Linked DNA regions of Sus scrofa: all the other regions are linked to region 1. The links are chromatin contacts, called in public Hi-C and HiChIP or PLAC-seq maps. All regions are on one chromosome and are shown on one strand. Each heading gives the region's core, a stretch centred on a gene start, on an enhancer-like site or on the middle of the called end of the contact. The rest is flanking DNA. Distances are from core to core; before and after follow the strand shown.

Evidence for each region. A called contact is a pair of places that touch in the nucleus more often than the background predicts. HiChIP or PLAC-seq counts read pairs in DNA pulled down with a chosen protein or histone mark.
Region 2: a contact with region 1 is called in an H3K27ac HiChIP or PLAC-seq map of alveolar macrophages. The contact joins the promoter of ELMOD2 here to the promoter of USP38 in region 1. A contact is called at or near these places in 1 of 5 promoter capture datasets (liver), 1 of 47 Hi-C or Micro-C datasets (liver) and 1 of 2 datasets of contacts at active chromatin or transcription factors (alveolar macrophages).
Region 3: a contact with region 1 is called in a Hi-C map of liver, with 10 times the contacts expected there. The contact joins the promoter of LOC100523624 here to the promoter of USP38 in region 1. A contact is called at or near these places in 1 of 5 promoter capture datasets (liver) and 1 of 47 Hi-C or Micro-C datasets (liver).
Region 4: a contact with region 1 is called in a Hi-C map of skeletal muscle, with 5 times the contacts expected there. The contact joins the enhancer-like site here to the promoter of USP38 in region 1. A contact is called at or near these places in 2 of 5 promoter capture datasets (fetal skeletal muscle and liver), 3 of 47 Hi-C or Micro-C datasets (embryonic fibroblasts, heart right ventricle and skeletal muscle) and 1 of 2 datasets of contacts at active chromatin or transcription factors (skeletal muscle).
Region 5: an H3K27ac HiChIP or PLAC-seq map of alveolar macrophages shows a contact between it and region 1. The contact joins the promoter of ZNF330 here to the promoter of USP38 in region 1. A contact is called at or near these places in 2 of 2 datasets of contacts at active chromatin or transcription factors (alveolar macrophages and skeletal muscle).
Region 6: a Hi-C map of embryonic fibroblasts shows a contact between it and region 1, with 2.4 times the contacts expected there. The contact joins the promoter of ABCE1 here to the promoter of USP38 in region 1. A contact is called at or near these places in 2 of 5 promoter capture datasets (fetal liver and liver), 2 of 47 Hi-C or Micro-C datasets (embryonic fibroblasts and heart right ventricle) and 1 of 2 datasets of contacts at active chromatin or transcription factors (alveolar macrophages).

What each region holds. Positions count from the first base shown.
Region 1 is chr8:84,598,357-84,603,010 of Sscrofa11.1, forward strand. USP38 (ubiquitin carboxyl-terminal hydrolase 38) reads right to left here and starts at 2,688. Exons shown (of 10, transcript XM_021100666.1): 1 at 1,429-2,688. The coding sequence starts at 2,110.
Region 2 is chr8:86,544,584-86,549,237 of Sscrofa11.1, forward strand. It overlaps ELMOD2 (ELMO domain-containing protein 2), which reads right to left and starts at 2,069. Exons shown (of 9, transcript XM_021101556.1): 1 at 1,939-2,069; 2 at 671-825. The coding sequence starts at 812.
Region 3 is chr8:82,862,217-82,866,870 of Sscrofa11.1, forward strand. LOC100523624 reads right to left here and starts at 2,613. Exons shown (of 13, transcript XR_002346751.1): 1 at 2,591-2,613. LOC102165892 (a long non-coding RNA gene) reads left to right here and starts at 2,751. Exons shown (of 8, transcript XR_002346753.1): 1 at 2,751-3,345; 2 at 4,342-4,606.
Region 4 is chr8:86,068,826-86,073,479 of Sscrofa11.1, forward strand. It overlaps LOC106504720 (a long non-coding RNA gene), which reads right to left. Exons shown (of 4, transcript XR_001298412.2): 2 at 3,724-3,804; 3 at 2,694-2,798; 4 at 406-1,479. Among named protein-coding and RNA genes, the nearest start is that of RNF150, 17 kb to the right of the region's middle. Within about 2 kb of position 1,951, at least 7 of the 83 cell types and tissues checked have an H3K27ac peak or open chromatin away from gene starts, as enhancers often do. A contact at or near this core is called in skeletal muscle, where this site is marked.
Region 5 is chr8:86,034,475-86,039,128 of Sscrofa11.1, forward strand. ZNF330 (zinc finger protein 330) reads right to left here and starts at 2,264. Exons shown (of 10, transcript XM_021101553.1): 1 at 1,545-2,264.
Region 6 is chr8:83,351,382-83,356,035 of Sscrofa11.1, forward strand. It overlaps ABCE1 (ATP-binding cassette sub-family E member 1), which reads right to left and starts at 1,827. Exons shown (of 18, transcript XM_003129170.6): 1 at 1,604-1,827. It overlaps ANAPC10 (anaphase promoting complex subunit 10), which reads left to right and starts at 1,929. Exons shown (of 5, transcript NM_001177927.1): 1 at 1,929-1,944; 2 at 3,570-3,696. The coding sequence starts at 3,582.

The sequences.
Region 1 (4,654 bases), core at 1,438-3,937:
AAACTCTAACACACAAGGAATGTTAAACTGCAGAAATGAGAGATTAAGAGTGAGCAGTGCTCATTCCACAGACACAAATGCTTCAATATAAAAACTATTCTTCACTATCACCATGTTTAGCTCACAAGTTACTTTACTTTCTTGCAGTATTTAATATCATTATTTTCGTGCTAAAATACTCATTTCTAAGGCAGTAGTCAGAAAAGAAGTGCAAGGTATTTAAATTCATTTAAACTCCCATTTTAGACCTTCCAAAATAATTTACATCTTAGTTACAATAATCATCACATTAAGGGAAAAATTTTTAAAATCTCTTAAAGATGTAGAAATTGAGGTGAATTTTAGGGGGACTTTGCTTAAACTACATAAAGATTAAGGAAATCCAAGGTGAGCACCTTTACTGTTACAGCTGAAAAGGTTCTGGAGAAATCTGTTCTAGCAACACAGACAATACAAGATCAATTAGAATTAAAATATAAACCAACTTGGATACTGCAAATATATAATTGGCAATTCTTTCATTAAAATATTCAATCTATCAAAAAGCATGGAGCCTGTTAAAACTCTACTCTTGTTTCTGATTCTCAAGATAAAAGGAGGATACTTCCTTTACAAGTTCAGTTTTGAACAACAGCCAGAGAATAGCTGTACCAAGCAAAGAGGGAGGGGAGGAACACAGTTTTGGATCTACTGTTTCACAACTTACAGAGCTGGAAGTGCCATGTCTGAACAAGGAATGTCAACGCACATGTTAAATTCCTGGCAATAAAGCTCTTTCCTGCTAAGTACTTAACCCCTCCCGGATTTCTAATGACACAGCTGATGGGCTATTTACACCTGGAACTCAAAAACACCTATTTAAGCCTTCACTTACTTTCCCTTCCCTCACTCCACCTGTATCCACTCTCACAAACTACTGTAGGTAGAAAATGGCAATATGCAAGAACTACATAGTTAAATAGGATAATCAGTAATAAAACAAATGGCATCCTCCATGAATTAAAAAAAATCAGAGAATTCAGAAACTAAGGAACAACTCATTCCAACAAGGTGACAGAGTCATAGCACAGTAATAATATGGTAAACATTTTTAATGCGGCTATTAGTCACTAATGAATAGGAGCTTTATATAGTAGCTGTCATTGGCAAAGCATTCCATAACTTGAGCAAAGGCTGGGTAATTAAGCAACCTGTTTTGCTCCAAAGGTCTAAGACTGACGTTCTCAACCTTTAAAACAAAAACACTGACTGTTTTTTAAGGTCCAACGTGACAGCCAGAATAGGGCAGTGGATGGGAATATGGATGAGAGTATTAAGAATGTTCTCCCATTAAGATGTTTTCAGAGCAGGGAAGCAAACGCGGTGTGTACATGAGAGGCACATATTAAATTTCCAAGAGAGATTTTCTTGGGGTGGAAGGACCCTTACCTGTGGAAGAAATGCTTGCAAAAACTTCTTGCAGGGAAGGCAGCAGGGTGGAGGGCTCCCCCTTCCAGATATTCTGCAGCAAGTTACTCACTTTTGTCACCTGCGAGACATATTCCCGCAGCTCTTTCTCCTGGGTGGACACGCACTGGAAGTGGCCTATCGTTCGAACCAGCTGTTGACAAAAAGTGATGGACAACTTCCCCTTGGGGATGCACTGCACGAAGTCGCTCAGGAGGTCGCTGAGTCGGGCGCACAGGTGCGGCTCGGGCCTCTCACACACCATCCGATGCACCTCCACCTGCAGCAGGCTGAAGAGGTCCAGCACCGAGGGGCAGCTCATGATCAGTTTCAAGCCGTTGTGAATGTAGTCCAGGATGGCTACGTCCTTCCTGTCCAGCGAGTGGTAGCCCTGCTGAAGGAGGCCCAGCACGAAAGTCTTATTGAAGAAGGACTCGAATTCTGGCCGGTGGTACCGCGCGTAGGCCTCCAGCACTTGGTGGCCCACTTGCCGCTGAAAGGGGTCCTGGCCCTCCAAGATAAGCCGGGTCGTCAGGTCAAACATGGCCTCGCACTGCGCCTCGTCCAGCCAATTCTCCGCCGACTCCACCACCTTCCTCACAATCACCCGTTTTAGGGGCAGGGGGTGCGAAGAGCTCACCAGGCCCTCCAGGATCTTGTCCATTGTCGCCACGCTGCAAAGCCAGGGCCAGGTGGTAAGGAGCGGGCAGCCACAACCCCGAGGTGTGCCTGGAGAAACCCGGGACGGAGGTGAATTTGGAGAGCAGCAGCTGGACCGACCACCGCCACTGCCTGCTCAGTAGCCTCATTTATCGGGCAGAGAGGGCCATCCAAGCCCGGGCGGGAGTTGGCAAGCCTGGGGCGCGTAAGAACCGGCACCGTCAGCGGTGGGCCTAAGAAGCCAGAGGCCCACACTCCGCCGCTGCCCCGGGCCCGCGGTCCCCTTCAGCATCAGCGCGGAGAGGCCAGCGGGGCCCCCCGGAGGCGGCGGACGTTCAGGCCCCGGGGCTGAGAGCGGGAAGATGAGGAAGTGCGCCTCCGCGACCCGTGGCAGATGTGGGAGTCCGGACTCCAACAGGTCGCGGGATAAAACCCGCCCTGGGTAGAGTCAAGAGCTGCTGTCACGGAGGGTGCCGGATCTGCCGGGGAGAAGTGGAGGTGGACACCCTTGACCCGGATGCAGAAGTGCAGCAAACAGGAAGTGAAGGAAATCGGAACTTCGGAAAGGCCCGCCCCTCCGCCCCTCCGCCCCTCCGCCCCTCCGCCCCTCCGCCCCTCCGCCCTCCGCCCCTCCGCCCCTCCGCCCCTCCGCCCCTCCGCCCCTCCGCCCCTCCGCCCCTCCGCCCCACCCTTCACCCTCCTTCTCCGCCCCAGCTCGTTTACACACTCCCGGGCTGCGCTCGGGGGCCCGCCCCGCCCCTTCGGTGCTACGCAAGCGCGGCCGCCTCTCTTGGAGTCGCGCGGCGACGCCCCCATCGCAGGGGATCCTTTGTAAGTGGTAGGCGGCTTTTCTGGAGGAGCGGCCAAGGAGCGGAAGTGTTAGAAGTGGCTGCGATTCTAGGATTCCCACCTTCCGATCTCTGGATCTCTGTCCGTTCTGTCCCGGTCAGGTTGCTTGTGATAGGCTGATAAAAGTTTATTTATGTAAAATCTTGTTAATGAGAAAGTTTTGGAAGCAGGAGTAGAAAAGCATTTGGGGAGAAAGTAAGGAAAAGAACTCAGAATTCGGATTGAAGGCAAATCGTTTAAGGTCTTAGATCTTTCATCAGTAAATGAGCTAGGGTTCTTAAATGCCAGTGCTTTACTCTTACATTGTGGTAAGGGATGTGTTGGCGGCAGTATACATTTGGAAACAGTTGTCAATAGAGGTTTGCTTTAGCAAGCTTTTAGCAAATCTCTTTCTCTCTCTCTCTTTTTTTTATTTGTAGGGCTACACCCGTGGCATATGGAAGTTCCCAGTCTAGGCGTTGAGTTGGATCTGAGCTATGTCTGTGACTTACACCACAGCTCGCTGCAACGGGGTATCTTAACCCACTGAAGAGGCCAGGGATGGAACCTGCATCCTCATGGAGCCCAGTCGGGTTCAAAGGTTCTTTACCACTGAGCCAGATGGGGAACTCCAGCAAATCTCTTTTAAATGAGCTTTTATGGCATATGGAAAATTTGTAAGTTGTCCAGAAAATGGGTGTAGAGTAAGGTAAATGATAGGTGAGAAAGAACGAAAGAGTATTTTGAAAAATAAAATACAAGCTTAAATTTTCATAATGTTTATATGTATGCTAACACTGAAGATGGTTTATAATGAAGAACAGATGAAGTCATCCTCCTTGTAGTCTTTCAAGTTAAACTGCAAAGATTCACAGTAAGAATTTAGTCTTTAATCAGAGGCCTTTAATTTGGAAAATATTGCCTAATTATAGCCCTGTTAAGTCTTCACCAATGTAATTGTGAAATCATTAGTGGCCTGTGATACTGACAAACTTTAAAAAATGGTTCATTTAAAGTATCCAGTGGAAAAATGAACAAATTGTAAGCTATTTACTTTGCTAAATAGTGTTTTGGTTTTTACCAATTTATAAAATGGTTATACTAGTATATTTAACACAGCAATTAGGGTAATCTTAAAAAGAATAGCAGTTTAGAGGAGGTAAGACCTGGGTAGAGAAAACCTGAGACCGAGTTTTCAGAAAGAGATAGAAGATAAAAGATAATTGATGGATCTAAAAAGCAATCTTGCTACAACACAGGAATAGCTTTGGAACTTTTTCTTTTCCAATAGATGGAAGATAGAACTACGGAGAAAAGTTTGGCTTTGCTGGGAATGGTGCCAATACTGGAAGACAAAAATAAGGTAGAAAGCAAAGTATTATGGATGAATTCCTCTGTGGATTTGTTGATATCCTGTAACTTATATACTAAGGTGTAAAAGTGAAAAATACTCTGCTTTACATCCTGTGTTATGTGATAAGGGAAAGGAAACAGAATGTTAGTTTTATATATATTGATATATAATCTAAGCAAATTATTACACATTCATAATGAAATAAGCAGGAAATGCTTATGTCAGTTGCAGCCCAGTTCCTATAACTAGTCATGTGGTTATAATTGGTATTTATAACAACCTTTTCCAACTATCTATTCTGTCTTCTCTTTTCTGTCAACAAGTGCCTCAGATGGTTGTGGTTCTTTGCATGGTGGGGTGACCCAA
Region 2 (4,654 bases), core at 819-3,318, 1.9 Mb after region 1:
CCACATATGTACTATAACATTTTCTAGTAGCCACATTAGACTAAAAGAAACAGATAAAATTAATATATTTTAATCCGAGAGCCAAACATTATCATTTCAACATACAATAAATATAAACAATTAATAAGATCACTTTTATTTTTTTCATATAGTCTTTGAAATCCAGTGTATATTTTATACTTCTGCACATCTCAATTTAGACTCATCACATTTGAAGTATTATAAACAGCCACATGTGGCCAGTGGCTACTGTACAGGACAGTGCAGATTTTTAGTAGTACTGTTTTCATGAATTACATGAGATCAAAAGATTGATGAAGAATGCTGAATATGAAAAACGGACTCCTTTCCCTTGAGTGAAAATTTCAAAGGGCTTACAGAAGTAGCGAGTTTCCTCTAGAAAGTAGTAGTATAATCTAATATACAACTGATGAATTTCAGGAGCTAGAGAAGATTACTCTTTGCACAGATGCAGAATTAAGTAATAACGAGTTTCTTTTTTCTAGAAAATCACTTTTAGAGCTGGAAGACTTCAAAGCTAGATTTCAAAGATTATGAAACTGAGATTAAGTGACTTGACCATGATACATGAGTACATCTGTCACTGTAAGCACTGAGAACATTAAGTTAAAATTTTATTCGTTTTCAATTATTCTTTTTTGAACATTACCTATTCTGTGTGTCCTCTGTGCACCTGCATAGGTATCAAAAATTCGCTGCAATTCACATTTTCCAGTCATCTGTCTTAAGAGCCATTTCATCCAAAATCGGAAAAAGTGCCCATAGAAGAACTCCCACAAAGAAATAAACATTTTTTTTTTTTCCCTGAAGAAGGAAATACAGGACAGGTTTAATAGCTTTAAATTGGATTTTTTAAAAGGGGAAAAAAATCACAGTTTATCCAACTCATCAATTCCAAATTACACTAATATAGTTATTTCATTATGTCTATTTTAGTAGTAGTGTTTAAGCATCTAAGAAAACAATGACAGGTGTAGGACATAACATTTAGATTAATTAAATGATGGCTGGTCAAATGGCCAACTTACCACTTTTAAACAATTGTGAAAGTCAAATTACTTAATTAGATTCACGCTCTCAGTTCTCTATTTTAGTTTCTTATTTTTTGAGAACAGGGCTCAACTGCTTAAGAACAAAACGACCCCAGCTAAGCAACAGTGAAATCAAATATACCATATATCAGAATTGTTCGTATAAGGAATAAGTCTTCTTAAACCCTGTGAATAATTCCAGTAACATCTGTCGCACAGGCAGGTGATCCCAGCAAATAAGAACACTACATATGGCTTACAAACTGAAGTACACAAGTTGAACTCGGAGTAAGAATCACACCCTGGCTAATGGTCGATATTCCATTCAACAAGTGAAGGGCAGAAATAATAAGAAGAGTAATAAACGACACCCTCGATAAGACAGAATCTTTATCCCATAAGAAAAATCTTCAATTCCTAAATGAAGCGGGGTCGGGGAAATGCAAGTCAGGAGTAATTACTCAAAAATGCTCATCTCCTTCCTGCCTTAAACTCACAAATATATCACTCCATTTCCCGAGGGAGTGTCAAATTCGAGATTCCCGCAGATCAGTGCAAAATCAGTGCAATCAAAAATGGGCTGAACTGTGACTTTAAAATGAATCCATCTGTTCCTCGCTCATCAGGACAAAAGAAGCCGAAATGCCAAGCGGAGGAAACGCCAGCTCGCCAGCCCTCGGGGAGCCGCTTGCGCCGAGCCCCCCTTCTGGAGCCTGGCCAAGCCCAGCTCGCGCCCAGCCCAAGGGTGGGAGGGAACCGCTAGCACAAAGCCGCGCCGGCCCTGGCGCCCTGCGCGGACTTTCCGTAGGACACCGCGGGGTTCGCGCGCCCTCAGCTCAGCAGCACCCAAACGGCGCCGGGCAAGAGGAAAAGAAACAGCAGCCACCTCACGAGAGCGGAAGAACTAGGGGGAGCTGGAGCTGCCTCGGTTTCCCCAACTGCAAACTGCCGGCAACGGAAACGACGCTACCCGCGGTCCGCTCCCTGCAAGCACCGCGACCCGGAAGTCGGGAGCCAGGCAGCGGGAACGCCTTCCCCGGGACTCTGCTCGCCCCCGTCCCGCCCCACCTGCTCGCCGATAGGCCCGAGGTCCACCAATCGCTATCTCTGAAAGGACGTCGCTCGGAGCTGCCGCGTCGCGCGTACTCGGATTCCAGGAACGCCCGACGGTTGCCCTGGCAACCGCTCCCTCGAGGCACACCCCACGCCGAAGATTGGTCTTTGGTGCGGCGGCTTCGTAGACTTTTCTCGCTTTGAACTTAAGGTCTTTTGCGTAAGTTGAAACCGTGTACTCCTCCTAGATTCCAGGCACCGGAGAAGCGATGTGCTTTGTATAGTTTTAATAGCGCCAAGGGTACAGAAGCGCTTTCACCTATATTTAATCTTAATTCTGTGGTTTAATTAGTAACAGTCCCACTTCAAGAATGAGAAAACGGAATTTACGTTGAATGACTTGCCCGTGGCAGATAGAGAGCCCTGTACGTTGAGTAAAAAGTTTGGACTTTGTCCTACAATAATAAAAAGCTAATAGCTGATTCAGCGAACATTCATTCCTTAACTAGTTGTTTTTTTCTGGAAAAAAATAATTTACGGTAATTTATGCACATGATTTTTTAGAAAAATCGAACCTCAAACAGTACATTCATTAATTCAACAAGTATGTGTTGATTGTTATGCACCAGGCAGTGTTGCAAAAGGGAGTCATACAGTCAATAAATGAAAATATTTAGTATGTTAAATGGCACTATAGTAAGGGGTATATTAGGGAAGAGAGGAAGAGTTTTACATACAGGGGAGTCAGAGGGGTATCGGTGTTAAGGGGATATTTGAGCAGTGTTTGGAATGAAGTAAAGGAGTATGTGAAGGGAGAATATTCCAGACGCTAGAGAGTATTTCAGACACTAGAATGGCAAGTGCAAAGGCCTTGAATCAGGAGCATACTTCATAAGTTGGAGGAATAGCAAGAAGGGTAGGGTGGCTGGAGGAGAAAGACCAAGGGGAGAATTAAAACGTAAGTAAAAAGACAAACATATTGAAAAACAACTTTCACTGTCATGCACAACTCCTGGTCCTTCAGCCCCCATGCTCAAAAGGAACCAGTATTAGTTTCTTTATACCTCCAGGGACATTCTGGCAAGTAAAATTATAAATATATATTACATCCCCTGTTACATTACCTCCATCTCCTATTTAACATAAATTTTAACAAAATAGCAGTGCACACTTTTCCACACCTCAACCAACATTTTTTAAAAGGTGCTAGTTGTAAACACTAGACATGTAAAGGGTGTATAAGCCACCATCCCTGCCCCATAGAAGCAACCAACAATCAACTTGGTAATGAAATCTGGATATGTACTATAATAATAAAACACAGACTCAGATCTTGAAAGAAACTTAAAGATCAACTCAATGGATATTTTTCGTTGTACATAAAAAGATTCAGAAAGGCAAAGCAAATTGGCAAGAAGTAGAAACAAACCTTTATTTCAGAGGTCTCTCGGTTATTACACAAGACCTTCATATAATAGAAAGTCAGATAATTCTGTAGTACAGTTATATAATCCTTTTACCTTTTCAGTGTGCTACACTGAAGATAGAGTGGGCAGAAAGGAACATATTTCCTTGTCTCCATGCTGCCTGATGGCCCACTTCTATTCATGTTTCTCTCCAAGAGAGGAGAATGCTAACCTGTTTGGTAAGAATGTGAGAGGCTGACTGAACAGCATTTATTGGGAGCAGGATCACTATACATTAAATTACCATGTGCATATGATTTTCTCTTCTCTCTTCCATGAATTCATTTGCATGTAAGTAGCAGATGCGTTAAACCAGTCCTGTGCCCCGGGGAAGATTGACTTTCTCTCTTTCTCTCCTGTTCTCTATGGCTTCCTTCTTCCATGTGGCTGGCCAAATCCTAAGATTAGAGTTCTGGCTTCAAGGAGGAGGAGGGACCTACTTAGGTTCCTGGACTAACTTGTGTGCTTCTACCAGGCCTTATCAGATATACCTACATGGAAAACAAAGGCTATGGTGTAATGGAGTTCGGTTATATTTTTGAGTAGTACTCAGGAATCTCTGCTTTCTTGGATTTTCAGACTAAACAACCAAGGCTCTGTTGATTTTAGAAACTACTTAATGGAAGGAGTTGGTTGGTATGACTGTTAATTAACCATTTACTACAAGGTTCAGGATTTGATCTATAGAGAATTTAAGTACCATATCAGCGCCCTCTTTGGAGTGCATGAAGTCTGGAATGCAGTGAATTTATAATGAGAAGGAAAACTGTATACTCCTTTTGCTAACGGTGAAATGGATTACCTCTGTGGAAGCATGAAGAATGTTAAGGACAGTGGCAACCCTGCTTGGTTTTATGAGGATTTGTGTTACACTTCCCTGAAACTATGTTAGACCCTTTGACTAGGGAGAACCACTTGGGCATGGATTCCCCTGTGTAATTCTTTTAATGGAAGAACAGGGAAATAGAATGTCAAGGTAGTTTGTTCTCACAGCTACTAGTAGTGGACTTTACCAATGAAAAGAAAGTTTAAGCTACAAAGAATTAAGCCAGTGGGCTGGGATGAAGACAGTAACCCAAATAA
Region 3 (4,654 bases), core at 1,363-3,862, 1.7 Mb before region 1:
AGATAAAACTGTCAGACGCCATCAATGTTTACCATCTCCCTCCACCCAACAGAAGGCTTTACTTTCTCCTTTTCAAATAATTTCAGCAAACTTTGGTAGAGAAGAATGATTTTTTAAACAAGAAACTTTTAAATAGGTCATTGTTATATAAGAGTAATAAAGAACACATTCTGAATTCATTCGGGGAATATTCTAAAGTTCTCTGTCCACTTTACCTCTTATCACTTTCCAGGTTAAGACTTAAGATTTCCCAAAGTATACTTTTAGGTTTCAATCTTTGGGGGAAGTCTCGATTTTTCACAATTCCATTACCCATCAATGTCTTGATTCATTTCCGCTGCTACTAGCCGAGTTCAAATCTGAAAAAGTCTAACTAAGGGGCTCTGAGACTAGCTATGGGACCTGGGCAATTTCTACTACTCACCATATGAAAATATGAAGACCTACACCTCAGGGTCATAGTAAGTACAAATGAAATAGTATTCAGGAGAGGGCCTGGCATCAAGCAGGAGCTAATCAACTGTAAGGAACCTTCTTTTCTCTTTCTCTCCTCCCCTCTCCAGTCCTCCATCTTCGACTTCACAGCAGACTCATACTGAACTGTTAATGGGATCTCCTTACTAACCCAAGTAGAATCCCTCCAAAACTTCCCTACAGCCTAGGACAGGGGTTCTCAAAATGTGGTCCCCAGACTGGCAGCAGCTCCATCAACTGAGAACTGATAAGAAAGGGAGATTCTCATGCTCCATACCTCCTGAACCAGAAACTCTGGAGGCAGGGTCAAGTCTGCCAGCTGATGGTGATATATGCTCAAGTTTGAGAACCACTGCCTGAGGATAAAGTCCTGTGTGGTATTGAAGGGTTTCTCAAACCAGTCTTCTTCTACTTACTGCACTTCTCAGACCTCTCCTAGGGTTTACTCAGTATCTTACCATCTTCCAAACCTGCTGCTTACTTTCCCAATTGAAATTTTACTCGCCTGCTACATCCTTCCTCACCATGACCCCTCTCCTATTCAACCCAGGTTCAACCCACTGTTTTCTTAAATCCCTTCCTGACTATCATGGTTTCTAGGTTTTCCTCTTTTTAATCCAAATTATTTTTGAGTACTCAGGTGATAATCTGCAGAGGTCATAATCTGGTTGTTCCTGGCCCACAGAGGGTGTGCGAGTGCAAAACTAAATTGGTTGCCAGTAACATTAAAAATCAAGAAAAGGGAGTTCCCGTCATGGCGCAGTGGTTGACGAATCCAACTAGGAACCATGAGGGTTGCGGGTTCTATCCCTGCCCTTGCTCAGTGGGTTAGGGATCCGGCGTTGCCTTGAGCTGTGGTGTAGGTCGCAGACGCAGCTCGGGTCCCGCGTTGCTGTGGCTCTGGTGTAGGCTGGCGGCTACAGCTCCGATTAGACCCCTAGCCTGGGAACTTCCATATGCTACAGGAGTGGCCCTAGAAAAGGCAAGAAGACAAAAAAAAAAAAAAAAAAAAAAAAAAGTCAAGTCACAAAAAACACAGATTTGGGGGCTGTGCTGGACAAAATGTGATCTGTGTATGAGAGCGCCACATTCCTACACCACAACAATCAGCTGAGGGGCAAAGTCTCAACCACTTACCAGCACCTTCCACACCAAATGTAGGCTTTTAGGCGTCTTAAAATACCTCAAACTCTAACTTACATTTCTTAGTTACATGTAACTTTTCAAGTTTTTTTTGTCCTTCCTCACAGACTACAGTGTTTAAAACAACTGAACCGTCCTGACCTTTTTTCTTATTACCTTGAATACAAAACGTTACTACATGAAAGAATATTCTGGACACTGTACACTTCAAAACAATTGGGAATCTGCACAGGTTTTCAAGAAACCTTTGACTTTCTACAAACTTGGAAAAGCTATAGTAGTGTTTATTTTCCAAAGAATATGTATTAGGACACAACTCTCAAGGTAATAAGAAATTTTACATGCTATTTTGGCTGAGGTTGTCTTTCATGTTTTAATGAGAAAGGCAAATTATTTGAATCCAGTACGTTTGCTAGAAGAGACCAAGCCCACGCCTGGCACAGTATTTGACAGAACATAGATGCTGTTTGTGACTTGGAGTTTGAACTCTACTTTTATATCCCGGATTTGATTCCATTAAAAAAAAAAAAAAAAAAGAGTTTTAATTTCACTCTTTGGTAGTGGCTACACATGACTATCGCTGCCTTTTTCCGACCCAGCCTCTGGTTCACCATTCGCCAAGCTTGGCAGCGGCAAAGTACCAGCCACCTTACCAAAACTGCCTTAATGTGACACAAGGGAAAACACACAAACCTGCCCCAAGTGATAAAATACTCTCAAACGCTGTTTAGAGAATTTCCTTTTTAAGGAGAAAACAAAACCAACCTTCCCTTTGAACCCAGTTTGCCGACGGCCTGCTCGTCCACATCCTGCCCAAACCCCCATCATCCACCTCAATAGTCTCCTCCTCCTTCCCCCGCCCCAAATCCTGCAGGGGGCGCCCCGGACGCCGAGATGGCCCCCCGGCCGGCGGCCCGTGGCGGGAACCCGGCCTTGACTCGTGACGCCGCACTAAGACTTCCCTGTAACTCACCCTCTCGAGGCCGCGGAAGTGCGGCCCCGCCCCGCCCCTTCCGCCGGACCTGTTCGCCCCGCCCCCGCCCTCGCCGGTGCGCAGGCGCCGAGCTCACTGCTGGCGCGTGGACCCCGGGGAGCGGCTGGGGGCGGAGCGCCGAGGTACGGGGCGTGGCGTCTGTCCCGGTGGACGTGGCCGAGGGCTTTGGGCGTGTGGCGCGGGCTCTTGAACATGAAGACTTCCGGGGCTGCGGTGGTGGGGAAGTCGACCGGCTGCCTCGTAGCGGAAAAGTGAGCGAGGCAGAACAGTTTACGGTCTTCACGGGTAGCTTTTTCGAGGGTAGGGTCCGTTCTCATGCTTGGCGAAGCCCGGGAGGTGGAGCCTGATCGCAGCCAGGCCCTTGCAGCCTGCGGCGGTCCGTGAACGCCGGCCTCTCCCTCATCTTCCAGTAAGCTTAGGTCTGAGGTGGAGGGCGAGGCATGGTATGTTTGACAAGCTGGAGAAATAAGGGGACTCAGACTTCGCAAAGCAGTTACCAACCTGTTGGAGTAAATGCTCAACGTTCAGCTTAAATGTAACTCAAGTTTTTAAAGCTTGGCGTAGTCTTTCACGGTTGAAAGACTAGCAGTTTTTTCTCTTGAAAGTTACCCATTCGTATTGATTAATATTTCCTAACCTGTACCCGGAGCCAGGACCCATGCTCACAGCCATCGCAAAGTCGCAAAGGGGGAAGAAGGTGAAAACCAACATGCTTAAGATTTGCGACCAGAATGGTAACTCATTTTTTTGGAAACCCTGTTAGATCCTGTAATAATTATTATCACCTGAATTTAATTGAGTTCTAGGACTTTTAGGAAAAACCGATGTCTCCCAAATCTTTGCTGTAATGTAATAAAGACAGCATCACTAGGCAATAGCAAGGATCAAATTACGGAGAATAAAAATATATGCTAGTATAATATTATGCTAATATTATAATTACTATCTGGAGCCAAGACCTCAGTCTTCATATGTGATTTGCGTAATTGCATACATTTGGGAGGGGTTAGACCTTATTTGATACGAGTTGACACTTATTGAATATAGAGCAATAAAAAGTGAATTAGTCTTCCTTAACATCTTTATTGTTTGGACTAAAAGACCACTACTTTTATCTCAGAGTAGTTGTAGACCCAAGAAAAATCACTTGTAGAAAATAAAAAGAGGGTCTAGTGGAATGAATGCATGGAGCAGTCAGACCTGGTTTCGAATAACAGCTCCTGAACACAGTAAATGCAATAAAGATAGAATTTGGGAGATGTTACTTCCTTTTTTTAACCTGGGGCTACTCATCTGTACAATGTTTCTGTGGGGTTTTTTGGTGTCAAATTTTAGGAAAGTTCAATTTTTATTACTTATGGAAATGAAGTTTGTAATTTAAAAACAATTTTTGTTTTCCCTTTTTAACCTTTAAGGCTGCACCTGCAGCATATGGAAGTTCCCAGGCTAGGGGTGGAATCTGAGCTGCAGCTGCTGGCCTATGCCATTACCATAGCAATGTGGGATTTGAGCCTAGTCTGTGACCTACACCACAGCTCACAGCAATGCTGGATCCTTAACCCACTGAGCAAGGCCAGGGATCGAACTTGCATCTTCATGGATACTGGTCAGGTTCTTTACTGCTGAGCCACAACAGGAACTCCTAGAAATGATTTTTAATCCTGCTTTTCACCCTACAAACTCTTTATAAACATTTTAGTGCATTTCACTTTTTTTTTTTCCTTATTCAGGCATTCCCTAAACTGTGTTCTCTGAAACATCAGGCCTCTGCAAAATGTTAATAGCTGCTTCGTGGAAAAAATTTACAGCATCAATACTGAGGAAAACACAAATTATTGGAAGTACACCGGTATAGCATTCTTGCCAAAATGTTTGGCCTGAATCTGTGAAGAAACACTCAGATAAATTCAGGATGTGATTTTCATGGACTTTTCAGGAATGTCAGTATCATGAAAGGCAAACAACAAAAGACAGAAGGACTGATCATCATTAATGGTAATCATGAATTAGAATTATGGATTTTTTACAGGACATTTTTTGGAC
Region 4 (4,654 bases), core at 701-3,200, 1.5 Mb after region 1:
AACAGCGTTTTTTTTCAAATTTTAGCAACTTTCAGATAATCTGAAGTGTTAATGAAAACACAGATTGCTGGACCAGCTTCACGGGTCTCTGGTGGGCCTGATGAGGTGCATATGTAACAGGCTACTGCTGATGATCCTGATCTGGACCCACCTTCCAGCATCATAGCTGTAGAGCACTGGGAAACTAGGGAGCTATACAACCAAGGGCTGCTGTGCCGTTCTCGGCGTTGTTGCAGGTTGTAACCATCACAGCTAACCCCCAACTGTAGGGTCTGTCACTTTGATTCCCTCTCCTCAAATATGAGAGATCTACTTTTTTATACTCACTTTTCAGATTGATTTTGATCTGCTTTGACCTGACATTTCTAGTGTGCCATCCTAGAAGGTCAAGTTCTTTTACTGGACTTTTTTTTTTTTTTTTTAATTTCTCAGGTATAGCTCAAAACATTAAAACTCTATTTCCAGGATTAACGTCGTCTTCCCCAGTGTGCTACAGCTTTACCAGAATAATTTATGGTCAAGTCCTCTCTGCCCTCACATCCTCCTTTCCCTACTCAAAGCCTCTGGAATAGATAAACAAAAATATGGAGTCTGGATAATTTTGTCTTTCCCACTCTCTGGGCTAACGCCCAGGTATGTAACTACTGTCTTATTAGCAAACAGAGAGAAGAATGACCTCTGTCCAGAAACAAAAGCAAAGTTACAGTTTTTCTTGAATTACCTATTGGTGCCTCGATTGCCCCCATATATGTCCTGGGTTATTTATTTAAGGAAACAATATATCTAAAAAGAGATCTACGAATATAACCAATGAATTATAGCATTTTATAATAGGAAAAATTGAGAACAAGCAAAATGTCCATCAAGGCAGCTTCCATCTGGAGGCTCCACTGTCCCCTAAATCTTAATAGAATCCACACAAAAAATATAAAAGGTAAGGAGAGAGGGCTTGTAGTCTAAAGCGGGGGATGGCAAACTTTGGCTGGTGGACCAAGTCTGGTTCACTGCCTGTTTGGGTGCACGTAACAAACTGCTTGTAAAACACATATAGCTATGTTTTTCCATTTTAAAATGGTTGGAAGAAAAAAAATCAATACGCTAGTAATATTTCATGACATGAAAATTTTATAAAATTAAATGTCAGGGTTCATAAACAAAGCATTGTCAGGACACAGCCCCACTCAGACATTTACGTATTGTCCAGAGCCTTTCTTTCTTTTTTTTTTTTTGTGCCCTAGTGACAGATTTGAGACATTCCCACAGAGACCCAGGATGACCCACCAAGTCTAAAATATTTCCTTATCTGGTCCTTTACAGAAGTTTGCTAACTTCTAGTCAAAGATGTGGAAATGGTTTGTAAACTAAGTAACCCAACTGTTTCTTTGCTGTTGAACTTCTCTCCCTTCCGTGTGGTTTCTTAGATCCACTTGGGGGCTACTGCTTACAGCATTTCCAAACTGACTTGACTGAGGAGCCCTCCTTTTGATGGAAGATTTCACACCGTACATATAAAAAAAAAAAAAAATCAGTTTAGGAAATGTTGTTCTGGAGCACAATGTGGGGACACAAATTTAAGAAAAAGTAATAAAGAGCTAATGATGCAATTTCAGATTGCTGGGACTGCCTTGCAAGCATCGCCCAGGGAAAAAGAGGGTTTGCCTTCTAAATGTCTCTCAAATTATATCCATGGGAAATACAGATGGCTCTTCCTTGGGTATATAACAATGAGGGAAAAAATCAACTTTGAGGAAAAAACCTTTTCTGTTAACGAAATAATCGCACCATCTCTGTTACAAAAAAGAAACAGTAATTCTAAATATAGATAAATGTCACAGGGAAAAAATGGCTATGTTGGCTCAGCAGAATGTTTTGCAAATGTCAATGCTAAAAACACTAAGCTTGAGCTATGTATAACTGCAATTCCTAAAAGCTTTGGAAAGTCAGTAATTGTTACGTAACAGCCATCACCATTTCGCTGGGGATTTTAAGAGGATCAGCCTGTTCGTTCCCAAATAACATATTCTCCTTGCGTGGAGTTTTAGCGACCTCTAGTGGCTGTCATGTTATAGTGCTTTCTGTTTTCTCAAACTCTCCGTAAAAAAAATTACAGAAATGTCATGCATTCTTTTCCAGATTCTAAATGTTAATCTTTTTATTTAACAAGTATTTGTTGAGTGTTTATCATGCTGTTGGCACTATTCTGAGCATCAGGAGAGAAAAGCACAAGGCGAAGAGTCAGATGATGGAGCCGTAGGGCAAATGCAGTGACTTAAAAAGCTGTTTTGATTCCTAACATATGATATCACTTATATGTGGAATCTATTATAAAAAAATGATACAAATAAACTTATTTACAAAACATAAAGAGACTCACAGACTTCAAAAACAAACTTATGGTTACCAGAGGGGACAGGCGGTGAGGAGGGATGGGCTGGGGGTTTGGGATTGGCATTTGCACACTGTGGTCTATGCAATGACTAGAGTTCTGCTGTATAGCACAGAGAACTCTACCCAGTATTCTGTGATAATCTATGTGGGAAAAGAATCTGAAAAAGAATGGTTATGTGTATGCCTGAGTCACTGAGTCATACAGCAGAAATTATCACATTATAAATCAACTATCCCACAAAACTTTTTAAAACGGGAGGGGAAAAAAAGCTGTATGACTCTGAACATGACTACTTTTGACTTACCTGATCCTTGGTCTTCTCACAGCATTGTTTTTTTGTTTGTTTGTTTTTCTTTTTAGGGCCATACCAGCAGCATATGGAGGTTCCCAGGCTGAATCAGAGCTACAGCTGCTGGAAAGAATTTTCTTGTTATTTAAAGAAGTTAAAAAAAAAGCCAAATCAAAAAAATCACAAAGTGATAACAGAATGAGGTGAAGCCAAATGAATTGTGTATGAGAAAAAAAAAATCACAATGCAATACGCTTAGGTTTCATTCTCTTAAAGTTTCTCTACTTTGCAGAAAACTAAGATTTTCTTCCACATAATAATTTGATTTTTGTTGCCACTTCAATTATATTTTGTATCATCTCAACATAGCTATTTTGAAATGTAATGATAAAGAAAAAATGTCCTATAATAACTAAGAATTTCTCCCTTTTCCCCTAAAAAAAATTTAAAAATTAAAAATTAAAAAAAAATTAAAAGAGGAGTTCCTGTCATGGCTCAGTGGTTAACGAATCCAACTAGGAACCATGAAGTTGTGGGTTCGATCCCTGGCCTTGCTCTGTGGGTTGAGGATCCGGCGTTGCCGTGAGCTGTGGTGTAGGTTGCAGACGCGGCTTGGATCCCGCGTTGCTATGGCTGTGGTGTAGGCCGGTGGCTACAGTTCCCATTAGACCCCTAGCCTGGGAACCTCCATATGCCATGGGAGCGGCCCTACAAAAGGCAAAAAGACCAAAAAAATAAAACAAAATAAAAGATTTATGGGAAGCAACCTCCCCACCCCTTTTGGAGGCGCTGTTCTTGCATTTGCATGTGACACCTGGAGTTTCTGCAGCTGTCTGTGACTGTGAGAGGAGACATTGATGACACCCTGAAGGTGGCACAGCAGACAGGTAGAAAGCATCTGAGAGCTTGAGATCAGAGTTAAACTTTGGCTTTGCCAACCTCAGAACTATCTACCGTTGGACTTCTTGTAACGTGAGATATGAAGCACATTGTTTTTTAAGCCATTTTTAGTTGAGAACTCTGTTACGTGCAGCTGAAGTGTTACACATCCCATAAGGTGTTGCCACTCTCAAGGTCTCTAGGCTTCAAAATGTCTGGACTTGGTGGATTCCTTTCTTTGAATCATCTACAAAACATACTCAGAGAGTTATAGTTAAACCTAATCTATCCCATCGTTTTCTTACTAGTGGAGCAACAGACAAAAGGGGAAATTTTATGAAGGAGAAGATACTAGTAAAATATCTGTTGGATGAGGATGACATCGCCCAGCCTTTGCTTTTGTGAAAAGGCGCGCAGTTCCTATTTCCTGCCACGATGTACCAGGCATAGAGGCTGTTACTTCTACCCACATATAGGCTCATTGAGAGAATTAGATGGAAACGTGAGTCTGAAACCTCGATTCTCACTGGGTAAGGGTTTCCCTCTTTTCCTGCTCTCTACCAACTTATACCCTCTCATCCATCAAACCTCATGGAGAACTCACCTTCTCACACGAGCTCTCCCCAGATTAAACTGATCGGTTCGTTTGGGTCCCCTTGGCACTCAAGACTAGGGTCTGAGTTTAGGTACCACTGCTAAGTTTTCTGCTGCATGTGGGCCTATGCCACTCTCTAGTCTCACACCAGGATTGCAGAGAAGTCAAGCAAGGCAGAGATGTCAGCCTCCGCTTCCTTGTGAGTATGGGCGTTCTCTGACTCCTCCACCCTATCCACCCCCCAACATTTAGCCTTCAGACCTAAACATAGTCCACTGCCCAATGATTGCCAAGAACCGCCTGCCTTAGCGACCCTGCTAACACAACAGTGCCGAGCTCCACAGACCGGCTGAGGACAGTGACCTGGCTCTTTAATATGCAGGCTGCGAAGTTCCTCTTTTGCTTTATAAAAGCCACTTCCTCTCCCCGAGTGGGGAGGATCTGGTTACTTGTGCGGGGAGAAGCTGGAGTGGGGCCAGAGAGCTGATAGCACTATCACCCG
Region 5 (4,654 bases), core at 1,014-3,513, 1.4 Mb after region 1:
ATATTCCTTAAAAATTAGTCTGTACCAAGTGAAAAAAATTATTAGGGACACATCATTAACAAGAAAACACTAAAGAGTGTATTATTTACCCAGTTCATATCGCTTTTTTAAGCTACATATTCAGATGACCTGATGCTGCCAAGACTGCAAGTGTTAAGTCCTTTTTCTCCCATGTAATACCTAAATAAAACATCTAGTAGTCAAGTCAAATAATAACCTAAACTACAAAGCCAAACTGTCCTCCCTGAAGAAAATATTAAAAGCGTCAGAGTTAGTTTGACTCTGAAAGCTGCTTTTCCCTCTATGTGTAGTGAGCACACGGTTTTAAGAGAGTTCAAAATGAACAGCATATGTTTACCACACATACAAAAATAAGGGCTTTAAAACTGGCTTTTACAAGGTAGTTGAAATAACTACCACGTTTAGAAAAACAAGAATTTTACTAAATAACACATTTTTATTTGGCTTTTCATCCATCTGAAGATCACAAGTTCCCTGAAGATTCTAGCCCTATTTTTCTTGACACTGTTTGGCTCCCAGCCTTGCCTGGCAGAAATCAAAGTCATGTCCATGATACACGGAGTTTCAAAAAACCGCACCTCGAAATTTACATGTCTCGTTACAATACAGCAAAATCACATACCAGCTTGTACCTAAAACAAAACTAAGGTCATTCATAAAAGTTTTCCTACTTTATGGGTTTCAACTCTAACGCTGGAATGCCCAATCAAAATCCGAGTGGGAGTTCCCGTCGTGGCGCAGTGGTTAACGAATCCGACTAGGAACCAAGAGGTTGCGGGTTCGGTCCCTGCCCTTGCTCAGCGGGTTAACGATCCGGCGTTGCTGTGAGCTGTGGTGTAGGTTGCAGACGCGGCTCAGATCCCGCGTTGCTGTAGCTCTGGCGTAGGCCGGTGGCTATGGCTCCGATTCGACCCCTAGCCTGGGAACCTCCATATGCCGCAGGGGCGGCCCAAGAAACAGCAAAAAGACCAAAAAAAAAAAAAAAAAAAAAAATCCGAGTGGTCGTTAGCTGAGACTTAAAAATACAGACAAACCAGGCCGAGAGCTTTAACTGAGTAAGTGGTTACTGGGAGTAACGTCCAAGTCCACTAGGTCACTCTTCCAGTATTTAAAATGACAAAATACACAAGGTGAAAAAAATGTGTACTGCCCTGGCCAAAGGAGTTCATAAAATAATCACAGGGTGATCATCGAATGAATTCCTGCGTCCCCAGGGGTGAACCCGCTAAGTTGAGCCTCCTTTTTTCCGCCTAGTTTGTTTTGTAAACTTTAAGAGTGAATTCTATTTCTCAGCCTTATATGGACTTAAGCCCTTCCCGAGGACGTGGCCCGTGTCACGAAATGAGGAAACAAGCCCAGGGTGCCTGCAGCTTTGGAGGTAAGTCTGCAGCCCGAGGACCCTGCGGGGCGCAGGGGGCGTCCAAAGGAGACGACGTAGGTGCCACGCGGCTGGGGGAACCAACAGCCGGCCCCCGCCCGCGGGGCACCCTCCCTCGCGCGCGCTCCGGGCCGACCTCGCTCACCCTCGCAGGGAGGCCGGGCTCACTCCGGGGGCCGAGGGGCAGGGATAGCGTGAGGCCGGCCCGCAGCAGCACCAGATTCTATTCCTGGACCACGACTCCGGGTGGAGAAACGCTACTAAACCCACGGAAGGCGGACCGAGCAGCTTCAGGGTACTGAGAGCCGGACCGGATGTCCTCTGACGTAAGCAACGTCCTCACGGCCGCACGTCGACAGGAGAGGACACGCCCACTTCTGTTCGCTCCGCCCCGGCCCTCCCTCTCCCGCGGAGGGCGGAGCTCCCAGCCCTGGGCAGAAGACCTGACCAAGAGGGAAGATGGGGAAACAGAAGGAGGAAAAAGATGGGGAAGGCCTCCTCAATTTTGTTTTTAGAAAAGGAGAAATCTAAAGGAAGAGACAAAACTAAGAGGAAAAAACTTCTCCATGAGGGCTTCATCAAATCTCCCCTTTCTCAAACTTCTACCACTTCCACTTCCTCCATCAGTTTTAGAAGATATTGTTCCCTCCTATCTCATAGAGAAAATAGAATAATATCAGTAAGAGCTAAACAATATCATTTTGTGCTCCTGGCCTTCTAATTTCGTTACATGTATAGCATTCACTCCTAATTTTACATATGATGAAACTTGGGCGAAGAGAATATGCAACTTGATTCAATATTACACAGAAGGTTTAGCTTGTCATATCATCTCTTGTAGCAATTAAACTTTCTTAAAACTTTTGGTCTCAGGACCCCTTGAAAACTCTTAAGACTTGAGAATCCTAACAAGTTTTTTTATGTGGGTTATACTCTACTGATGTTTATCAAATAAAAAAAGATAAATTTTTAATGTTTACAAATTTATTAAAAATTATATTTATAGGAATTCCCGTCGTGGCACAGTGGAAACGAATCCGACTAGGAACCACGAGGTTGCAGGTTCAATCCCTGGCCTCAATCAGTGGGTTAAGGATCCAGCATTGCCATGAGGTGTGGTGTAGGTCATAGACATGGCTCGGATCTGGCATTGCTGTGGTGTAGGCCAGCGGCAACAGCTCCACTTGGACCCCTAGCCTGGGAACCTCCATATGCCGTGGGTTCAGCCCTAAAAAGACAAAAGACAAAATAAATAAAATAAATTCATTCAAAAAAATTGCATTGATAAATCTATCACATGTTAGTATAAATAGCATGTCTTTTTTTTTTTTTTTTTTTTTTTTTTTTTTTTTTTTGTCTTTTTGCCTTTTCTAGGGCCACTCCCGTGCCATGTGAAAGTTCCCAGGCTAGGGGTCTAATCGGAGTTGTAGCCACCGGCCTATGCCAGATGCACAACAACGCAGGATCCAAGCCACATCTGCAGCCTACACCACAGCTCAAGGCAATGCCAGGTCCTTAACCCACTGAGCAAGGGCAGGGATGGAACCCGAAACCTCATAGTTCCTAGTCGAATTCATTAACCACTGCACCACAACGGGAACTCCTAAATAACATATTTCTAAGAAAAATAACTATATTTGCTCAAACAAAAAACGTAGAAGAGTGGTACTGTCTTACATTTTTGCAAATCTCTTTAAAGTTTCATAGAAGGCAGCTGAATTCTTGTATCTGCCATTTAATTGAGAAATGTTTCGATGTTTCCATTTTCCCTGTGGAACCCAGCAGGACCCTATGAGGCCTTCCCAGAGTAGACCCCACACCCGTCCTCCACCTGCCTTTTTATCTATAGAAAAACTATAGTCAAAGAATCAATTTAATCAGAGAAATGAGATAAAACAGAGAAGAAGTAAAACAGTCAAGCAAGACAGAATAATAATAGTTTAACCATTCAACAAAATCCAGGATCTTTAGATCTTCCTCAGAGACTATAGATAATATTCTGAGCCATGTCCTTAGAGCTGTTTTGCAGGTGCCGAAGCCCCCACAGGGCAGAAGAAGTTAACTGTATGCTTCCCACAAGCATGTAGACCACAGACGGGGTTGGAACCGGAAGCTTGATAACACTGACTCCCAATGACCTCACCATCAACCAATCAAGAAAATGTCCACTATCTGATCACGCCCCGCTACTTGACACTATAAGACCCCTCACCACGCCCTCCAAGGGAGCACATTCCTTGAGGCACTAGCCTGCTGTGTTCTCTCTTTGCCTGGCAATGAAAGATACTTTTTCTGTTTCCTCCACCTCTGTCTCTACATTTCTATTTGACATCGGGTGTACAGAGGCAGCCACACCTACATGTAGTTAGCCAAGGATATTGCAAGGAACCCTCTGGGAAAGGAATGGGGGAATTATTACAATGTACATGGTATATGATACTTCAGGGCCTTCTTCCCATGGATATCTTCTCTGTTCATGGTTTCCAGATCCAAAATCTGGCTCAGACTTTAAAACTAGGCAAAGAATGGGGACTCAGTATTAGAGCCTTGTTCTCGGGCTCCAGATGAGACAATCCCTTGATTTCTTTTGATTGTATAAACTGAGCAGTATCCTTGTTTGCTGCCCACTCCTTTTGTTCCCAGAGACACCATATTCTGTTATCCATTTCCCTAATCCAAGGATCAGACCCCCCTCCCAGCTGCCACTCTGCTCTTGCCACTCATTGCAATATGTGCCAGGTTACATTGTAACTTAAGCCAAGTTATTAACCCGGTGACCAGATTTGAAGGGAGCAGATTTGAAGGGAGCAGAGGTTGTACAAAGAGAGGGCCTCTACATGGAATTCAAGCCAGGGGGTGCGTGAGCCATTATTCGGGAAAACTGGACCATGTTTAGACTAAGAGGGTTTGGAGAATCCAGGGATTCTAGACTAGTAGGTGTCACAACCCAGCCTGTTGCATCAGCATTTCTTTCTTTCCAGTCCAGCATCCTGACCATAGCACAACCAACCTAGCTGGGCTGAATGGTTTTTAATCTTCTTTGGAGCTCTGCCACCCTTATGATTAAGGGGCTGGGCCTGTCTCCCTGCTCTTTCTGCCCTCCCACTGCGGGAGATAAAAGCCTCTTTATTTGCTACCAAAGAGGCCTTCTGAATTTTACTCTTAGATTTTTAATAGCCTTTAACCATTCTCAGCTTTTTCCTTTTCCCAAAGAATCAATCTTGCTTAACAAAGTCAATTCCACTGTCCTTAAGA
Region 6 (4,654 bases), core at 577-3,076, 1.2 Mb before region 1:
TGGGGGGAGTCTAATCCAAAACCAACTAAATTTTAAGTTTTATGTAACAGAGTTATCTGATAGGTTCACTCTACCCCTTTAAAACTTTTCCAAACTGGTCTAGGCCTCCTAAGGATTACAGGAAGAAACTAAATGACTTTCGAGTTGCTACAAAGAAGTTATCATTCTGGGAGTTCCCATCATGGCTCAGTGATAACGAATGGGACTAGGATCCATGAGGATGCGGCTTTGATCCCTGCCCTCACTCAGTGGGTTAAGGAGCTGATGTTGCCATGAGCTGTGGTGTAGGTCAGCAGTTGCAGCTCCAATTTGACCCCCTAGCCTGGGAACTTCCAAATGCGGCAGGTGTGGCCCTAAAAAGCAAAGAAAAAAAAAAAAAAAAAGCAACTATCATTCCGGAAGCGATAATTACCTAGAAACTGAAGATTCTTTAGTTAGCTATTAAAATCAAACTGGACTCCATACAAATTATGGTGAATCAGCACAATGAATTCTCCAGGAGGGGATAAATCATCATTGATTTAGCAATGAAACTGCTTAAAGTTTATTTTTGCCAAACTACATAATGTTTCATTGACTATTCCAAACCATTAAAAAAAAACAAGACTGTAGGAGATGATTTTTATAAAATAAAAGCATAGCAGAGATGGCTAATAACCTGACTTACATCAAAAAGTGATAAATTATAATGTATTTAAGTGGACAGATTCTTTGAAGAACTGTTAATTAACTGTGTCAACACTATTAATTAAATTTCCACGTCAGTTTAAAGAAATGGGCAGGATTCCCTCCTTTCTTTTTCAATGAGAAAGATACAGCACAGGAAGGATTGCAGGGAAAAACTCTATAATAAGAGACTCCTGGGAACAAACAGGGCTCTGAAGATATTCAAATCTCAAAGTACACTCTCTTCAAAGTAAGTATTTTCAGTAAAGACATCACCGGTAATCTCAAGGAGTTTAAGATCTAAAGAGGAAAACGGAACGTGCAGAGTACCATAAAAGCGCACCCAAAATGCTAATGGCGTTCACCTGGGAGATTACTTGGAACAACCTCGGTTACAGCTGAGAACACGCTGCTTTGAAAAAAGTGCTGACGTTTGGACATCATTTCTCTAAAGACTGGGAGTGGACAAGAAATATTCGACTTCATGGCGGCAAGATGCCATGACTCATTGCCAAATCTCCAAACAGTGGGGAAAAAAGGCGACGACGTCCCATAATCAAATACGCACGTGACATTACATCCCCTTCACCGGGCCGGGGGAGTGGGGGGAGTAGGGGATGCGGCTTTCTAAAAGATTCAGTTCCAGAGTAGGAGCGCGGTAAAGCGGGGAGTGGAGGCGGTGGAGACTGGAACGCTGAGGGGACGGCGGGCAACAGAGGCGGAAAGCCAGGTCAGCCTGGAGGCGCCCTCAGCACTCGGCTGCGCCCGCGCTCCGGCGTTACCAGCTGTCTCCCTCAAGCCGGCTGCTACGCGCCGCTGCCGTCTCCACCGCCGCCACCTGAGGCCTAACCAAAAGCTCTCCGAGAATGCCACTACCTGCGTTTAGACCATGCCAAACCGAAGCTAACGGCAAAACCCCTCCGGGCTATTCACGTACCTGGAGAAACAGATTCCCCTTGGGGAGGGGAACGCAGAAGCCAAATCTGCTCTTGCTTTCACTTTTCAGCCACACAGCGTGTTCCTACACACACCGGCCAAGATGGCGGTGCCCAGCCACCGCCTCGCGCATGCCACAGGGGCGATGTACGCGTGCGCGGCAGAGCACGCCGGGCAGAGCCCTGGAGGGAGGAGGGCGGGACGATGGGATGACATCATCGGACTGCGACCCCAATTGACGTCGTTGGGGAAGCTAGGCGGTTCTGGGAAGGCGAGGGGGAGTGGCGCGGAGCAGCAGTGGATTCCGAAAACCTGAGTGGAGGCAATCCGGGTCTGCAAGCTGTAAGTGCATGGGCTTTCCCCGACGTGGAGAATGATTCCAGCTTAAACAGATGCGATCTCTTCTCCACTGTCAGTCTCCTTTTACGCTTCCTATTTCAAGGCCGATGGGTCAGGAATGGATCCTTAGCGGTTGCCCATTCTAGCGCTTCTGGAAGGGATGTCAAACGGAACCAAGAGAGTCTGGTCCAGGCACTGCTTACTGTGGCGTTCTCTCCTTGGCCTCACCTTATGAATGATGTGGCCAGGAACCCATTCTTCTTCGAGCTCCGTGTTTTATCCACTTGGTGGAGTCCAGTACCAAGTTCAGCAGCTGAATTCTCCGCAATGTAGAGATAGCTCTTCCCTTTTTGGACATTTTTGGACATTTGACAGTGTGGCCACAGGTTTTATTGTCTCAACCTAGACCTTACTTAGACCAACCTAGACCTTGAGAAATACTTTAGTTTATGATGGAACTTATTTATTTATTTATTTATTCATTCAGTAAATTGCTAATGGAGCATTTAAGCCTCAGGCCTTTCCGAAGTTTACAGTCCAGTGTGTACTATTATTTAAGCGGTATCAAGTGCTTGTGTAGAGATTAGGGAACAGCTGAGATGTCAAGGAGACGGTAAACAGACCTTTTAGGCCAAGTTTATAATATCATGTACGTGTAACCGCGTTCAGCAGCTGTAACTTTGCACTACTGAAGCAGTTTTACGTGTTGTTCACTAGACAAGAGGATAAACTAGTGATTTAGAATAGACCAGTTCTTCACTTCTATACCTTAAAGGCATTTTTCTGACTTTATATTCTACAGTAAAAGCACGTATAAATGGAACTTTTGACGACCAGTGAGAAGATGTGATTTTTCTCTGCATCACTTAATGGATTTTTTAAAATGTTGACCAATATTTACATATTTCTGGATTAAAGGTTTTTAAGTCTGACTTTTCGAGGGAGAAAACTTCATTAGGAATTTTTACTCACAGATGTATAGAACTTCATAGCATTACAGTTATAGATCCAGTCAACCCCTTTGACAGACAGGAAAGGAAGTAAAGCCCAGACCTGGCCAAATTCTAGGCTAAAGGAGTGACTAAATCTGACCCCTTGACCCTATACCCTTTGACTACTATATGCTGTTGCTTTGCACATCTCGTAAGTCATAATATGTTGTATTTTAGAAACAAAAACTGAATTCTCAAGAGTTTTTAATTACAGTGATTGAGTTATGTCGCCTTTTAAGAAATAGATGATTGATATTCAGGGCATATTTGTGATCCATTTGGCTATTTCATTTTATTTTTATTTTTTGTCTTTTTAGGGCCATACTCTGGGTATATGGAGGTTCCCAGGCTAGGGGGCAAATCAGAGCTATAGCTGCTGGCCTACACCACAGCAACATCAGATCCTAGCCGAGTCTTCGACCTACACGGCAGCTCATGGCAACACCGGATCCTCAACCCACTGAGCAAGGCCAGGAATCAAACTTGCGTCCTCATGGATGCTAGTCAGATTTGTTTCCTCTGAGCCATGATGGGAACTCCATTTGGCTATTTCATTTTAATTTTCACCCTTTTATAAAAGGTGCTGAGCCTTCCCCCCCCCCCAGTATAATGTGGATATTCTTTTTCTCTACATAGAATATTTTAAATATGACCACACCAAACAAGACACCTCCTGGCGCTGACCCTAAGCAGTTGGAGAGGACTGGAACAGTACGGGAAATCGGTTCACAAGCTGTTTGGTCACTCTCATCTTGCAAACCAGGTATAGTGAGCTGTTTATAATAACTATTTATAGTTTCCTTGTACACTGGACTGACTTGAATGTTCTTAGTGTTTAGATGCTTTATTTTAATTCTAAAGCAGATTTAATTGATTTTCACTTATGTCTCTTCTCAGTTGCTTTACTAGTATTCACTTCAGTTTAACTGCACATGTCATGAGGTCTCTCTTTTTTTTTTTTTTTTGGCCTTTCCTAGGGCTGCACCTTCGGCATATGGAGGTTTCCCAGGCTAGGGGTCTAATTGGAGCTGTAGCTGCTGGCCTACACCATAGCCATAGCAACACGGGATTCCTAACTCACTGAGCAAGGCCAGGGATCAAACCCGAAACCTCATGGTTCCTAGTCGGATTCGTCAACCACTGCACTACGACGGGAACTCCAAGGTCTCTTTATCCAACCCTCTCTCTGCTATGATTCAGTTATTTGGTTAGCATTTTCTTTTTTTTTTTTTTTTTAGGCAAGAAATAGATTTATTAAGATAGGACTCTTGTGAGAGATGCAAGCGGGCAGGCATGGAAGCTCTGACCCCAGCATTTTTAAAAAGTTGAGCTATAGTTGATTTACAGTGTTGTCTTAGTTTCTGGTGAATAGCAAAGTGATTCAGTTATACATGCATATGTATCTATATATTACTTTTCAGATTTTTTTCATTATATTTTATTGTAAGATATTGAATATAGTTCTCTGTGCTATACAGCACAACCTTGTTATTTAGTTTATATATAGTAGTTTGTACAGCTTTTTGTTGCAGGGGTGCTATTTCTCTAGATGGGATAAGTGGGTGACAAATTTTTGAAGTGATTACATATCCCCAAATAATTTTATTTTACTTTTGGTTGGGATTGAATTCTTGGGAGGCAGTCTTATTCTCTCAAACATTTGTGGATACTACTTCACCATTTTTTTTCTGTCATGTTGCAAGAAAGTCTATCACTATGCC